Linked DNA regions of Dromaius novaehollandiae: region 1 is linked to region 2. The links are chromatin contacts, called in public Hi-C maps. All regions are on one chromosome and are shown on one strand. The core of a region is the stretch at or near the end of the contact, and the rest is flanking DNA. Distances in the headings are between cores, read along the strand shown. Region 1 holds the start of PTPRM (protein tyrosine phosphatase receptor type M). Region 2 overlaps PTPRM (protein tyrosine phosphatase receptor type M).

Region 1 (5,564 bases), core at 1,188-3,687, 460 kb before region 2:
ATTTCTTTGCAGATGTTTCCAATCCCCTTTCCAGTCTCCAGATGCAGCTTAGATCTTAATGAACTCTCATGGAGGTTTTCTTGCATTCACATCACTGGTGAACCTGTGGTTCTCTCTAGTGCTTTCTTAGTGCTCTACTATTTTTTTTTTTTTTTGAGTGAACATGAAAACAGTTCAGAAGCATTACAATCTCAAATGTCAGTGAAACACAGCTAACTTAATTCCTCATCAGCCATGTGTGACCTGTGTTTTCAGTTGTTCTTGTTGTTCTAGCTATTCCCCAGAGCTTAACTGTTTTTTTGATTTATTCTAATTAACACAAATGGTTACGTCCTTGAAGTTCAATGACTTTAGACTAACTCCCAATATAACTGTGACCAAAGACTCTTACTTCTGTAATCCATAGAACTGGGTGACTTTATGTCTCATCTTCACTAAGATATGAGTGGAGAGCTGTGGATACAAGAGTGGAATCTCTGTTTGCCTGTGAAGAAAATGGGTCAGAGTTAAGGTTATATGTCATAACATTATACTCTTTTGCACTGTGTTAGGACTGACATTAGCATAGTTTTTATGTGTGTCTGGACATTATGAACCTAGAAAGAAGTTACCATTAGCATAAGTACTGGCTTAACTGTTGTTTTCAGGATTTTTAGTAATAGATCTACTATAGCAGATAAATTTTAAAATTTTAAAAATTTAAATTTTAAAAGTTAAACTGCTTATTATCAGACCGAGTTTTCTTTTTACCAGTTTTGTAGTTACAAAGACAACACTTTTCAAGACTATCTATAGTTTCTAACTTGGAGAAAATATAACTTCAGCTTTTAGAAAGCATAAAATGTGCATAAATTATGCACCTACAAAGAAGTTGCAAAATACAAAACCCCTAGAATTACTATTGCTACAAACCACTAGGTTTTCAAAGTTCCTGGGAATTAAGGTAACCTTTTTCGGGGGGGAAGACTGGGAAATCCCAGATAAATAATTTAAAAAGAAAAAAAACCCCCAAAGCTCACAATTTAAAGAAAGTCTGACGTCAGGAAATGCAACAATTAATGCTACTCTGCCCCCTTGTGTTAGCTTTTGAGGTCGCTGCCTTACCCCCACACGTCTGAAAGTTCACGCTCTTTCGTGAAAACACAGCAGCAATATCGTGGCAACAGAATGAACGGGGGGTCGGAGGACAGGACACAGCTACGTGCCGGAGTCTGAGGACGATGTATTATATGTAAAATTAATGATTTGTGCATATTTTGTGTTATGTGCACTGTAACTTGCAGTGCAGAAGAGGGGGATGGGGGCAGTTCGGGCTTTAGTTGCGAGGCAGGGACTGAAGCAGGCTAACTGTGCACGGGTGGCACACAAACCCGAGGGCCTGCTCTGCAGGGAGACCTGGAGCGCCTAAGTTTGGGTTAGTAAGGGTCAGACCCTTATCTGCAGCATTATTTAGATTCTCGTCTTTACTGCTTCATTTGCAACCAACCCTAGGGAATAAACAGGCATTAAATTTGGCCTGACATTTGCGCTTGAAATAAAAATAAAGCTTTCATGAAAGCGATAGCCAATAAAAATATTTCCACCTTTAGCCGTCCAATTTAGAAAGAATTAGTTTAAAACCAATAAACACGTCTGGGGACTAGAGCCTCCAGGAGTCAAAGCCAGAAAGTGAAACGGATTATCAAGCAACTTATTTCATGGCTGCTGTGGAGAAAAATGCTAGAAATCATGGATTGTGAATAATGAAAGGTGAAGTGGCATTTTAAAATGGCTTTGCTTTCATCATTTAATATCTCATCGTGCAAATTCTTGACGTCATTATTTTTTAAACTCATAGGAGTTGCACTGAAACCCCTCTGGAGGGGTGAAGGGTGGGTGTAACTGAAAGCAGGCTTAGGAGCTAAAGTTTTATTAGCAGCAATATGAATTAAGAGCAGTTTATTAACTTTAACGTTATTAATTTATTTAGTGCTGCCTGTCGCCAGCCCAGAGAAACTAAACAACGCCTTATTTTCTGTTTTGGCATCGGCCCTGTGCTGGGGAGGACAGGGCTCCCCACTTGCCGCTCGCAGGGAACAGCGAGCGAGCGAGCGACCGGCCTCCGACGGGGCCTCCGACGGGGCCTCCGACGGGCTCCGCACCGGCCGCAGAGGCGAAGCGGCGGCGGAGGCCGCGCCCGGGCGCTCCCCTGGCCCCGTGGCGGCGCTCGGCGCGGCGCAGCCCGGCGGCTCGCGAAGTTGACGAGACGCGTGGGTGAGTCCCCGCCCCGCCGCCGTGCCTGCTTTTCTCCCCCGCTGCCCGGGGAACTTTCGGCACCTTCCCGCCAGGCGCGCAGCCGCCGCTCCGCCGAACGAAGCGGCCCCGCGGGGAGCGGCGGGGGGGGGCAGGGGCCGCTGCCGAGCCCCGGTGCGCGGCACCCCGCCGCCCCGCGCCGCCTCGCCCCGCGCTGCCCTCTAGCGGCGGCGGACGGCGGCGCCGGCGGCTGGGCGTGACTTTCCGCGCTCCCTCCAGCCTGCCGGGGGGGGACCGCGAGTCAGTGAGGAGCCGAGCTGAGCCGGGACCAGCGGCGGCGGCGCCGCGCGAGGAGACTCCGGGCTGAAGGGTGACCCCAGCCCCCGGGGAGGAGAGCGGCGGGGCCCTGGGGACGCGGCACGGCGGCGGGCGGGCAGCTCCGGGCGCTTGGCGCCCCGCTCGCCGTGCCCGGGGACGCGAGGAGAGCAGAGCAGAGCAGCCCGCGGGCACCGCGCGGGGGAGCCGACCCCCTCCCCGCCTGCCCCACCGACTGGAGGGGGCGAGAGGGGCGCCTCCTACTTTGGCAAACACTTTGGCACTTTGCTGGCTGCGGAGCAGGAAGGGGGGGGAGTTGGTTGGAAATATGGGGAAAGTTGGAACTTGCCTGGTTACTTTGGCCGGACTTTTGCTGGCGGCGGGAGCGCAGACGTTCACAGGTAAGGAGCCTCCCGGGCCGCGCCGCGGGCGGCCGTTGGCGAGCGAACGGTCGCGGGGGGGGAGGGGGCTGCGGTGCTGATGGGCGTTCGGTCGGGGTGCGCCCACCGCTCCGGGCTGGGAGGGGGGAGCACAGCTCGGATGTGCTGCGTACGCGGGGGAAGAGCGAGGGGGCAAAGGGGGGCGAGGCGGGGCCGGGCCGGGCCGCTGAGGGGAAGGGCGCGGGGCGGCGGCGGCGGCGGGACGGGGGTCGCCCGCCCTCCCTCTCCGCCGCAGCCGACTTCCCCGAAGTTTCCTGCCGCCCCGGCCGCCCCACGGCGGAGAAACTTTTGCGGGGCCCGCGGCGCTGCTGGCCGCCGGCGCCGCCTCCTGCGCGGCCGCTCAGCCCCGAAAGTGGCGTCGCCTCGAGGTGCGGCGCGGAAAGGGCGGCGCGGCCGGCGGCGCAGTGCCGGTGCCCGGAGCGCGGAACCGCTGCCCGCGCCGGCCCCTGTGTCCCGGCGGTGCCCGGCCTCGCGGCCGGCGGGGAGCAGGGCGAAGTGCTCGGTGAACGCCACTTCTATCTATCTGTCTATCTATTTTTTCCTCCTCTCACTGAAATCTCAGACTCGTTACCTTAGTCTTGAATCCTCGGACTTGCTCCGCTGCCCACGTAGTTTCCAAATACGCCTCGAAGAAACCCGTAATTTCGGGCAGAAATCTGGTTGTGAAATAGTTTTTCTGCGCTCGGCTGGAAGGAGTAACTTCAGATTTTTCTTTGCTTGTTTGTTTGTGACGTGAAGTTAGTGCAACTGAAAAGCGCATTAAAGAAATTGAAGACATCTGGTCTTCAGTTCATGCTAAACGTGCTTTGATCTGGTGGGAAGCAGTACTTCTGACTTCTCTTGTTGCTCCGGCTGTCGAATAGTTTGTATTTTTGTGTATTACATGTTGCTTCTATGCAGCACTGTGTCACAACCAAGTTTTGTGTGTAGGAATTGATAGCCTGTTTTTAAACTTTTTAAATTATTTTTAAAATATTTTATTATCCTGTTAGGTTGCAGCAACCCTTTGTGTATTCAGCTGCATTTTCCTTAATTTCTCTTAGGTATTTCTGCTGCAGATAAGACAGAGGGTTCCTGAGCAGAAGAATGTTCTTGTACTAAGAGGACAGTTAACAGTGATGACATCTCTTCCAAATGCTCATGTTAGGGTGAAGCTATCCCCTGTTGTGAATTATGGAACCAAACTCATGTGTATTAGTCCTATAACTCATGAATATTTTAAGTGTAGTGTCCAGACTTCAGCAAGAGCTCTTGCCTTATTAAGATAAATCCATAACTCATTGCTGACCTGTGTGAACTGTCTTACTTCTTGTTTAAACTTAAGCTAGGGCAACTCTTCTTCTCTTGGATATTTAAATGACTTGTGCATGTGATATGTTAATACTACGCTAGGGTAAGCATTTAAGTGCTGTTCATGTTGCTGAAGAAGAGTCCCACATTAATGTTAGGTTTGTAGCTGTTGTATACAGTGCCATTGCCACACGCTGTGGAAAGAACTGTGATTTAAAACACAAACAATTCAGAAATATCCTTAAGTGATTTAATATCCTGTGCATACAGTTATTCAAAATATGTAATTCCAATGCTTCTGAAGTGCTGAATAGGAGATGCTGCAATTTACAGACTTCAGTGAAATTGCAGAGGATGTCACTGAATGCAGATTTTGGCCTATTCTCTCCCCGTGTGCATATGTGCATGTGTAGTAAATATTAAGTATAAAGATTAATTGTAAAGGTGAATGTACAGATTTTTTGGTATTGATTCCTGGCACTCACTTGGAACAAAATTGATGAATTTTCCATTTTTATAGTTTACCATTTGAAGCATGTGCCTGGGAGTCATTTTTGCTCAGGGGAGAAATTTGCTATTGCTTTTGTTAAAAGCTTGATGCATCAGTGTCAGAGAAATTAAATTACGGAAAAGTCTGTCCTTGAGTTGTGCAGTTATCTTTTGCAATAGCTGTCCCTTGTTGCAGATGGGGGTTATATGATTGAACCTATAAAAAAGTAAACAAAAAACCCAACTCCATGAATGTTCTAAGGAAAGAAATAGCAGTGGGTTAGTTAAGTAATTTTCGACATTTCTATCTCCATTTTTATTTTTACCCTTTTCTAAAATTACTGTTTTATTTTTATAGACTTTGGCTCTAATGTTACCTTCAGCTGTTGTGTTATTTGAGTTTCTTATTCAGAAGATGAGCATACTGAAAAATCAGATCTTGGCTTTTTAAAGTCTGGAAGCTTTCAAGTAATCTTTTGAAAGCAGCTTAACAGTTAATAACAATGAGATTTTTTATGAATCCTTAACTAAAGATTTTAAAATCATCAAGAAGCAAATAGTTTCAAGAATTTGAAATCAAGTGACGGCAGTGAAAGCACTGTACTAAATGGACAATGCTGCTTATTTAAAAAGTCTTAGAAAGGAGCTGTGGTGTTTCTGCAAGAGTGGAGAAATACGAGTTTCTTCCTGAGAAACTCTAGCATATCTAATTTTGTTGTTTGTGTTTATGATTGTAGTATAAATGTTATTATGTGGGCCTATGTGACAGCTGAATGTTAACATTACAAAAGTTCTTGA
Region 2 (5,732 bases), core at 160-2,659:
TTAAACCAGAGCATTTTCATTATGTCTCTGGCAATCACCCTTTTACCTCATCATGTGATGAACATCTGTATTTTTTGGCAATATGTTAGGATATAAATGTGGGGTGTATCTGAACAAACTCTCAATTATAGTTCTGCTTAGATGAGATTTCCAAATTATGTTTTCTATTTTGTGGCTGATATTTACGGTTATGATGGCAACTGTGTGAAAAAACAAATCTAATGTATTTAATATTCAGTTCTAGATTCCTGTATCTATTATTTAGCTAAACCTTCTGTTTGTAGTTTTTTTGTAAAATATGTACCAAATATTTATACAAAGGGAAAGAGATTCATCAAGACACAGTAGCTAAAGCTATGCTAAAAAGAAAAACTGGGCAAACATATGTTGCCAGCAGTATTCCTCATATTAGACGAGTAAAACCATATTCTATTTTGTTGCAATTGTCTTTCCTTATACAAATAAAAGCCCTGATCCAATAAACATTTATGATTGTGATTTCCATTTACACTAATTTACTTCCCTCTTTAAGACCCCTCTGTATTTATTTGAGAGGTCCTGGGGAAGATAAGAAATTGGTCTTTAAGCATTTATTTAACTTTTGGCTCATTGGAAGTCCATCAAGTTCCCGTGCATAAAGCTCACCACGTGCAGCTGCACTGCGGGACAGGAGCCAAAAGTAGAGGGAAAAAAACCTGAATTTAAAAAAAAAAAAAGTTTAATTTTTTTTTCTCCCAGTAAGTGAATCGCTTAGTGTTGGTCTGTGGCTCTGACTGCAGCTCTGGCACTGTTCCCACAGCTGTTACAGCCCCTATTCCAGTAGGGAGAGTTTTCAGGAAATTGTGTTGTCGTGGATCCTCCTGCTCGGCTCCAGCCTGCTCTGTGCCCAAAATCCCTGTGCAAGGAAATGAGAAAGCCCCCGAGGGCCCGAGCTGTGTGAGGCACCAAGGGCTGTAACTTTGCCACCGCATCCCCCCATGCTTCCTGAATTATTCCACTGGATCATCTTAAATAAGGTTTAAAGAAAGAGGGGATGCGAATCTGGCAGTTGAGGCAAAAGGTGGTGAGGTCTGTGCCCTTCTAAATTGGGCTCTCTAAGTGTCCCTCCTCCTTAGTTGTAATCCAGCCTGTCTAGACTTACCAAGATAGAAACAGGCATGTTTTCCTTCAAAGCTGAGCAACTTAATTCAGCCAGTTTTTTTCTCCCCCCTCCCAATTGTTTATTTTACTAAATTGGCGCCGTTTTGAGGATGGCAGGCACCCATCAGAAAGGAACGAGGCTAAAGTTAGCTACAAAAGCTGTGCTGATCACTGGTCATGCTGCGACGAGGAGCACTGCTGCAGCTGCTTCCTTTGCCATACGTGCGCTGGCCCTGTTTGTGTGGCTCAGAGTCCACCTATGGAAAGGATAAGGGAATAGGCAGGAAAAGGAGATTGGCTCCAGAGACGAGGTTGTCAGTGGGCTGCTCCAGCAGTATGAATTGCCTTATTCTGCATGGAGAGGCAAAAACTCATCTTAGTCATAGGTAGGCAGGAAAAACCCGCTTCAGAGAGTTCCCAGCAGTGACTGTAAAGGGTGAGTTTGCTGGCAGGAGAGATTTGAGCAGGGTGAAGAGTCTGGATTATTTTAACAGTACAGACAAAACAATGAGTCTTCAATGTGTTTCGTATGGCCCCTATCACAGGGTTTTTTGGAAATACTTCCAAACAAGATAAAATCTAAATAAACATCAAGTAGATGCTACACTAGATAATAGCAGCAACTGCTTGCAGTTCTTTTTAATGCTTTTAAAATGGTTGTTCATAGCTTGTAGCCAACGGATAGGCATGGGAGATGACTACAGGCTTGCTGGAGGTCCTGAGGCTTAGGCACCCTTGGGATGGTTCCCCTGTAAGCTGGAGAGGGGCCCTAGGGCTGATGTTGATGCTGGGAACCATCTTGTCCCTACTGAGGGCCTGTCCGCCCCCAGCCAGTGCAATAGTGGAGGGAAGCAGTTTTGACAAACTTGGCGCCTGGTCCTGGAGCGCTGGGGGTACTGTGGGATGCCCCCACAGCGGGGCTCTCCCCGCGGAAGGGGGCTGTGTGACCTGTTGTTTGCCGACAGTCCTGAAACTGTGTTTAACACCAGATGAAACGTTAAGGAAAACATGAAGAAGGCTTCTCAGCCAATACTAATGCAGTTACTAGGTCTGAAGACAGGCATAGAGCGATAAATAAAAACCTGCTTAGAGCTACGTGAACTTCACATCTGCTCTAGGAGCTTTTTACCAGCTGTGTAAGCAGGAATAAGCTGTTAGGATGCTTGTATAATTTTGTGGCTGGGAGCCAGTCCTTAAGATCAGGGCACTCTTTTCGCTGAAGAGGATCCTGATACAGGGCTGTGTTTTCTAAACCTTCGCTCAGTTCTCAGTTCAGATTTAAATTTTATCCAGCTAAAGAGTTTCCTTTGGTTTATAATTTGATGAGATCGTCACTACTGAACTGTTGGCCATGCCCTGACAAACTCTTGATTTCATCAGCCAACATTACCCGTTTGGTGTGGCAAGAGCTATCTTCTGCCCAGACAGAGGTTGTTAGTGGTTATCAGCTACTTCACTAGAAACAACTTTTGAGGAAGACATTTTCTTCTGCCTGACAGGACAAGGTTCAACTCTCTGCGTAATCCTGTGTATATTAAACTTAGAGTTTGTATAAATAAATCTGTTGAATCATGCTTTACAGTTTTCATTGTGTGATTATATACATGTGCTTCATTTTTACCTCTTACTCAAGACTAGGCATAATAGTAATCCAAATATTTTGGCAAGATAATGGGTTTGAGAAGTACTCTTACAGTTTTGAAGTTTAATATATTTTTAATTTTGTATCAATTTTCCATTCAAAATTTGAAGTGTTTTTTTCAACGCAACCCATTTAAGCTTATATTTAAATAAACCAGTCCACTTACATGTATTAAACGATCAGTTTTTAGTTTTCTCTTCGGTGAGAGAAGGGGAGAAAGAGAGAAAACATTTCATATAGCAGATGTATAACAGATGCTACTCCTAGCACGTACTGCACTACTGGACGATGGCCAGTTGCGGTGCTGATAGCATAGCTATTACCGTAATAGAGCAGAAGAAAATGTGGCAATGTAATTAATGTGCTAGCTTCCCCACCCACCACCTTGTCCACACAGACAGGAAGGAGGTGAAAAGTCTTAAGTATGTCTAGTTACCTGCATGCTAATATACAATCTCCTCAGCCACACACTTTAAAAAACAGCAGAGTAATATTACATGCCTTCCTTAAGCATGCATTAAATACTGTGAAGTCCATCCCATGTAGACCACCCCAGGGCTCAGAAAATCTGAAAGAGAGTTTACAGAACCCACCTTCTTTCTGTCTCCATATCCAGGATAAATTTGCCAAGAAAGCACAGCTCCAGAAGCCTACAGAAATTAGTAAGAGGAGGAGGGGAAGTCATCTCACCTAGCCTTAGCCACCTACAAGGCGAACGTGTAGGCTACTGCGGTCCCCTAGACTCGCTTCATGGCTAACAGAGATAAAGGCAGCTCTGGAGGGCGTTCATCCTGCCCACCTTAGTTTGAGTTGAGTGAGATGAATCCCATGTTTGGGGTCGTCTAGGGGAACGGTGTTAAAGCCTAGAAATAAAACTCATCTCTTGACTTCAAGTGTTGTGTTTTGTCATTTGACCTCTCAATAGGCTCTTTGAAAAGTTAATCTGAAAAAAAAAGATATTTTTCTAATACTAGAGAAGATCCTTCCTGCTCAAAAAACACCTTTTCATTTTAGAAGGTAGGAAGATATTTTTTTAAAAAATCAATGAGTAGCAATTGGGGAAAAAAGCTCCACTTGGTAGTTTCTCCCACTGGACACACCCTGAGCTGGAAAGCACAGGAAATGAGCAGTTACTGTAACTGGCTTCTGCACAATATAAATGTCCCTTGTGCTAGGTACAAATTTGCCTTTCTTTGCTAAATGCAACACAAATACCACTTGCAACTCAGAAAGCTGCCTTAAAAAAAAAAAAGCTAATATCCTTTAAACATAAACTATTTGCACATGTAGAAGGTATGATTGTTTTGTGCATGATTGAATTTTTAAACATAAATCACTGCGAAAAAATAAGGGAGGAATTCAGCATGAACCTTCTGTAATAAATGAACCTTAATTTCTTTTGTATTTTTAAAAGGTCAAATGCTGCAAATACTGGCCAGATGACACAGAGATATATAAAGACATTAAAGTTACCTTAATAGAAACAGAGCTCCTGGCTGAATATGTGATTCGAACATTTGCGGTAGAAAAGGTAAGTTTCAAAATTCTGTTTTCTACATATAATGGTATCTGCCTAGGTAACTTACATACAAATTCAACATGGAAAAGCTGAATTTGTTGACTGACAGCCTGCTTTTTTGTAGCTATTTTTTGGGTTATCACCTGGCGCCCTCTTACGGTAGACTGCGCTTTTCTTTAAACGCAGATGCTTTTCTGCCCTTTTCCATCACCCTTGGCTCCTGCTTGAGTTAGAAGAAGTGATACTCCTTGCCTAGGAAAAATCGAAGCCTCTCTCCCAACAATCACTTGAAAACCCCATTCATGCTGTTTTCCCATCTTACTTTCACTACAGTCATTTTGTGTCTGTACCAGAAGCTACAAGCACTATTATCAGAAGTCCATCATTGTGAATATTGTAATCTGCTTGTCCAGTGTATTCCTGGTCTGCAGTGAAACATTTGTGTAGCAAACTTATCTGTCTTTTCAAGAAAATTTCACTTTTAGTAGGGAATCCTTCTTTATATAGGGAGTTCCAATCTGCATATTTTACTGCTGTTTATTAGAAAAATGCCTTTTTTTGATGTTTAGCAGATTGCATAGCTTTCTCAAATAGCTTATAATATACAGACAACATACAAATAATAAATAAGGTACTTACTGAAAGTGAGAACAACGAGGGTGGGTTAATGCTGAAGTATGTCAGGCATCTTGTGTCAATTCAGGGTTTTTTTTTTCAGAATTCTTGATAAGGAAAGAAGTGTGTTAATTGTATGTATCAGGACTTATCTGAGTTGCAAAACAATGGGAAAGGGCCTCTTTGGAATACCGGAGATTCTCAAATGTGCACTGAAGTAATGTTCACTCAGTATCTCCACGAGTAGACCTTCAAGTAATTACCTCAGAAAACAGCCTTTGATTTAGTAGCAGTACCTGTCATATACTGGTTCTTTCTAAAATGAAGTAGTATTCAGTTATGGTCTTGAAGAACATCATAATCTTTTGCATCAAAGACTGTTGAACCCAAGTACATGAAAACCCTAGTAGATGAAACCTCCAAAGAGGTCTCTGTGTACATACATTCACAATAACAAAGCAATTAGTCTTTTTTCCAGTTTTAGTCTTCAATCTAGTAGTTAAATATGCATGAATACAGCAACCTGAGTGTAATGATAATAAAATTATACAGTTTGAATGAACTGAAATATTGTATCTTGTATATCACTATATATAGTACTTCAAATTCATTCAAGCCTGTTGTTTCCTTCCATTTAGATATTTTTAATAAACAGATGAGAAAGGTTGGCTACACTTTGAAGTAGATGCGACACTGGATGATTTCTATTCTGCAGATTTTAAGCACATGCTTTGATGTTAGCTTTCCACTTCTTAACTGGGAGTAGAAAAAAAGACCTGGAGGGTTTCACAGTTACTCATAACCAAACTGTCTTGA

What was found. A called contact is a pair of places that touch in the nucleus more often than the background predicts.
Region 1: a Hi-C map of brain shows a contact between it and region 2, with 2.3 times the contacts expected there. The contact joins the promoter of PTPRM here to the enhancer-like site in region 2. A contact is called at or near these places in 3 of 4 Hi-C or Micro-C datasets (brain, liver and ovary).

What each region holds. Positions count from the first base shown.
Region 1 is chr2:115,801,793-115,807,356 of bDroNov1.hap1, reverse strand. PTPRM (protein tyrosine phosphatase receptor type M) reads left to right here and starts at 2,437. Exons shown (of 34, transcript XM_064507225.1): 1 at 2,437-2,948. The coding sequence starts at 2,876.
Region 2 is chr2:115,342,373-115,348,104 of bDroNov1.hap1, reverse strand. PTPRM (protein tyrosine phosphatase receptor type M) reads left to right here. Exons shown (of 34, transcript XM_064507225.1): 25 at 4,197-4,313. Among named protein-coding and RNA genes, the nearest start is that of RAB12, 66 kb to the right of the region's middle. Within about 2 kb of position 1,409, at least 2 of the 2 cell types and tissues checked have open chromatin away from gene starts, as enhancers often do.